Linked DNA regions of Capsicum annuum: region 1 is linked to region 2. The links are chromatin contacts, called in public Hi-C maps. All regions are on one chromosome and are shown on one strand. Each heading gives the region's core, a stretch centred on a gene start, on an enhancer-like site or on the middle of the called end of the contact. The rest is flanking DNA. Distances are from core to core; before and after follow the strand shown. Region 1 holds the start of LOC107842432 (sodium/calcium exchanger NCL). Region 2 has its middle 9.7 kb from the start of LOC107842434.

The links. Hi-C and Micro-C count contacts between places; a contact is called where the count stands out from the background.
Region 1: a Hi-C map of leaf shows a contact between it and region 2, with 2.2 times the contacts expected there. The contact joins the promoter of LOC107842432 here to the enhancer-like site in region 2. A contact is called at or near these places in 4 of 5 Hi-C or Micro-C datasets (bud, leaf and placenta).

What each region holds. Positions count from the first base shown.
Region 1 is chr9:158,393,110-158,395,874 of UCD10Xv1.1, forward strand. It overlaps LOC107842432 (sodium/calcium exchanger NCL), which reads left to right and starts at 1,407. Exons shown (of 7, transcript XM_016686273.2): 1 at 1,407-2,098. The coding sequence starts at 1,720.
Region 2 is chr9:158,239,266-158,241,965 of UCD10Xv1.1, forward strand. No RefSeq gene overlaps it. Among protein-coding and RNA genes, the nearest start is that of LOC107842434, 9.7 kb to the right of the region's middle. Within about 2 kb of position 1,381, at least 4 of the 5 cell types and tissues checked have an H3K27ac peak or open chromatin away from gene starts, as enhancers often do. A contact at or near this core is called in bud and leaf, where this site is marked.

The sequences.
Region 1 (2,765 bases), core at 157-2,656, 150 kb after region 2:
GTGATCCAGAGTAACGGTGAGATTGACGAGGATGTCTCGCACCGTATTGGGACGGGATGGATGAAGTGGAAGCTCGCGTCGGGGGTGTTGTGTGATAAGAAGGTGCCGCCCAAGCTGAAAGACAAATTCTACAGGGTGGTAGTCCATCCGGCCATGTTGTATGGAGTGGAGTGTTGGCCAGTTAAGAACTCCCATATCCAAAAAATGAAGGTGGCAGAAATGCGGATGTTGCGCTGGATGTGTGGGCTGACTAGAGGGGATAGAGTTCGAAATGAGACTATCCGGGAGAAGGTTGGTGTGACTCCAGTGGAGTGCAAGATGCGGGAAGCCCGATTGAGATGGTTCGGACACGTGAAGAGGAGGGGCATGGATGCCCCGGTTCGTAGGTGTGAGAGGCTAGCGTTGGATAGTTTTAGGCGGGGTAGGGCTAGGCCGAAGAAGTACTGGGGTGAGGTGATTAGGCGGGATATGGAGCAGTTACAGCTCACCGAGGACATGACCCTAGATAGGAAGGTCTGGAGGACGCGAATTAGGGCAGAAGACTAGGGCCGGTTTGGGTCGCTAGTGTAGGAAATTACTTGGTGGGGGTTTTATTCTTGTTATGATTCCGTGTTCCATGTTTTATTACGAATCTGTGTGCTTTCCTCTGTTTTCTAATACTTATAGGTGCCGTATTTATGTTATGTAATCTAGTTCTGTGCTGTACTATGAGTTTGTGTGGTATTTCGTGACTTGAGCCGGGAGTCTATCGTAAACAACCTTTCTACTTCTTTAGAGGTAGAGGTATGGACTGCATACATCTTACCCCCAGACCCCACTAGGTGGGAATACACTGGATTTATTGTTGTAATTAATGATCTTCTTAATTTAAATAAGAGTATAATAGAAAATTTTTAATTAAATTACTCTTAAAAGATGAAAGGAGCAACTAAAAAGAAATTTGAACACACCTCAAATAAAAATAATTAAAAAGGAAAATAGGAAATAGTAATTAAAAGTTAAATCTTAAAAAGTAAACAAACTTAACAACTGAATCTCCGGAAAAAAATGATTTCATAGACCCTCTCAAGTCTTTAGTTAAAAAAAAGGAGATAAGTGGATCCCATAACATCCCTAAGTTTAAAAAGTAAAATCCCTTAAACAATTGGAATAGTTGTTCGACTTGTCTTAACAACTTCACACAATTGTCGAATAACTTCGATAGTCGTTAAACAACTTCACAAAGTTATCGAATAACTATCAAAATTGTTGAAACCAAAATATTTAAGAAAAACTAAAAAAAAAAATTATTCCTTTCATCTAATTTTTAAAACTGACATCAATTAATTAGAAAACTTATCTATCCCTTTTAGTTGAAAGTCACAATCTCGAACCCCAATTATTCTTTTTCACTTCAACTTGAATATGTCTCAAACATCTATTTCAGTACCAGAAAGATGAAAACTCCGGATTACCCATGTTATGAAACGAAGTATCATTCCATTCTCAGGAACGCTCCCCACTCCTACCGACTCGATGGCATCTCTGGCCTTATACAATTTATTACAAAACGAATTATTCAAATGAATAAATAATTAATTAACCGACTCCAATTTCCACTCTCAAACACTGTAACATCTGTTCAATAAATCATAATAATTAATACAAACAGCACTATTATATATAATGATGTTTTGTGCTACTACTAATACTTTACCACCATAATAGTAATTTCCAACAATGTATTTCAAGGCTTTTCTCACTCTCTTCATCCTCTTCATCTTCTCCGGCTCCGCTTATAGCCGTCACATCGGACTAATTTCCGATGGATTGCACGACAGTGAAATCGATCATCAGAATTTTGAAGTTCTCCGGTTGGAACAGGATTTTGTCGGCGCCGGAACGGAGAGTTGTGAAAAGAGTTATGGATTTTTGCCTTGTACTAAAACTGCTCTTGGGAATGTTTTTCTCGTTTTGGTTTATGGTTATTTGATGTTCCTTGCGGCTACGTATTTATCTTCTGGTAGTGAACTGTTGCTTGAGATTTTAGGACCTGGTCTTATTGGTGGACTGTTCCTTCCTGTCCTTGGTGCTCTTCCTGATGCTATGCTTATTCTCGGTATGATAATTATCGGTCTCTCATTTGGTTCACTAATTAATTCATTTTTTTTCGATCTTTTTGGTTTTGATACTCAATACATCAGTTTAGTATAGAGTTGAAAAACTGGAATTTTTGTTGTACACATCGTTTGGGACACTTCTAGATTCAAATTGATCTACCCTTTTGATATATATAGAAATGCAACTTTCCTATAGTATCTGAACATCTAGATTCTAATTTTGAACTAAATGAAATAATTTGATGTGAAAAGGTGTCTCCCGAGTATTTTTGGAGAGCAATATTCTTCTGTATTTTTTAGGCATAAAACACATAAACACACACTTAAATTTGATATCAACTGGTAAGTAAATACTCAAACTTTGAGAATGCATATCTAGACACCTCAGCTCGGTCTTTATTGTGTCAGCTGAAAATTCCAATTTCTAAAATGAAAGCTCTCCTCAATTATATGTCACATCAGCACTGTATCTGTTGTAACTATTTTCGCAGGCTAGACTACCCTGGATGTCACAATGTGCTTAGGATTACAAGTAGCCCCAAAGCTAACTCATGTTACGCACTAGCACTGAATAATACACAATTTGTATTAGACATAAGCTGAAATTTTAACTTATAGGCTGAATTGCACTTGGAATATCAATCTCAAAAAAAACAAAAACTAAAC
Region 2 (2,700 bases), core at 131-2,630:
TGACTCTAAAACAAGGTTGAATTCTAACGTGCACTCTTGACTCACCTACAAATTCAATTGTACAAAATTCACGATAAACAATTATAGCAATGCACAACCAATTTGGATAGACCGTCAAGAAAGGTTTGGCAAAATTAATAGTTTGTGGATATATCACAATCCCAATTTGATTTGATTTTTGTATTTGACAAATTAACTTAATTGATTTGGTCATTTTATGGATAAAAATCGAGCCCAGTCAAATCATTAACGCTGCTCATGATAAGCCTTCTTTGGCATACATGATTCCTCAGGAATAGATGACTTCTTCCGCACTGGCTGACAGATCTAAGTCCAAGAACCATACAGTGAGGAGGATTTTCTTCTTCCATTTAGTATAGTTACCGCCAAAAAATATTTGAATTTGCCCATTTTCATTGAAAATAGCAGTAGAAAAAGTTGTAAATTACGAGAAAACAAAAACACACATACGTAAGATATGAGTTATGACGTACAGACCATCAAAAGTGAATCACATTAATACCAATTCAAAGTAAATTCTTGATCTCCAAATAGGTAAAAGGTTGCAAATTATGTACATAATATACTTAAATTTTTAAGATAAGTAACCACAAAAAGAACTAAAAAATAATTTATACTTATTTAAATTGAAAATTTTATTATCTTATTTCAATTAATCTCACAAAAACAGTTACCTTGCTATTACCATTTTAACAAGATAATTGAACTATATAAATATCATTATAATTTGAATACTTACTTTATATGATGAAATATTTCCTTTCATATCAAATATTCAAGATATCGTGGTTAATTAGTAAATGACAAACAAGAAATTCAAGAATGACATCTCACACAGAATGTTAATTTTTTTTAATTAAAGCTTTCATTATTTCGTGATATTTTGTTTAAACCTTTTTCTATTTATGGACACAACTTTTTTATCTTGCAAAGATAGAAATAAGATTTATGGATAGTCTACACTCCCTAAATCTTATTTTTGAAATTACATTCTATATATTATTTTTATTGTGTACATGTATATACATTGATACTTATATTTATGCACGTATAATGTGTATGGGTTAAAACGGCTTAGATAAGGATTTAGCCGACTAGGTCGACCTGGCAAGGGCGGATCTAAGGTATTAGATGTGGGTTAATGAGAACTCAGTAACTTTCGTGCGGATCTTTTATTTATATTGAGAAATTTAGTAAATATATAAAAATTATAAGTTGAAAACCCATAAATGAAGTGTGTCATTGGTCTAATGATAGAGAAAACTTGCTAAAGCTTTGTACGCCCCTTAGTTGTGGGTTCTAACCCTGTATCCTAGACTCGCCTCTGGTCGACCTAGGTCAAGAACTGACCCTAGAGGCAGAGTCAGGATTTGAAGTTAGGGGGTTTAGAAAATTAAATTAAAAAGGAAAAAAATTATCACATTTATATTGAATGCGAAATATTTCAAATTTTGCTGGAGGAGGCAAAGGAGAGTTATCCAGAGGATATTGTGGTGGCACTTGGAAGTGATTCTGTTGAAGATATAAGCAAAAATGTGGAGATGCTGTCAAATTGGATCAGTAGTTGGAACCCTGTTTCAATTTTTAGATGATCCTTTGCAAATTCACATAGAATTATGTACAGATGAGTAGTGTCTCTCACGCCACAATTGCAATTACATGGGATTGAGCATGTCTCAAATAGATGCCGCGGAGGAATTTGGTGAGCTCATTACTACTAGGAACTTTGCTGGTTGTCTTACCACATGCCCAAACAAATGAATCTGGAAATACAATTTCAATCCAATGACAATTTAATGGAACAGATTTCAGATTTCGATTTCGATTTCGATTTCGATTTCAAGTTGCTGCAGAATTTCAGATCTGGAAATACAATTTCAATCCAGTTCGGGTCGCTAGTGTAGGGAATTAATTGGTGGGGGTGTATTCCTGTTATGATTCAGTATTCAGTGTTCCGTGTCCCGTGTTCCATGTTTATTACGAATATGTGTGCTTGCCTCTGCTTTATATTCCTGCATTCCTGCTTTACTCTGTTCTATATTCTTTATGGGTGCCGTATCTATGTTACATCATCTGCTTCTGTGCTGTACTATGTGTTTGTATGATGTCTCGTGACTTGAGCCGGGGGTCTTTCGGAAACAGCCTTTCTACCTCATCAGAGGTAGAGGTATGGACTGCGTACATCTTACCCCCCCAGACCCCACTAAGTGGGAATACACTGGGTTTGTTGTTGTTGTTGTTGTTGTATGTTTTTTTTTTCATTCAAAAAGTATTTTTATTTAAAACAATCTGCATCTATGTGCAAACGTGCACAAGATGGAGAAGAATACAGCTTTTAAAATAAAAAATATACACATATAATAATAGCAAAAAAGGAATAAAATATTATAAAACATTATAGTTATTATGGATGTCCACTACTTCAAGAATTTACTCATCCACTACTTCATACACCATTATGGGGTGGAACTCTTACACCTTTGACCTCCCCATAACCTTCATGATTTATCTCATGTTTATGGTGTAACTCTTGCACCTTTTAACCTCCTCATAACCTTCATGATTAATGTCATGTTTATGACAACCTTTCATATGCCTATATGTTATACTATAAATAGAAGCATAAAGTTCATATTATAGATACTTGAAAGATTTATATACTTGATACTTGAAAGAATG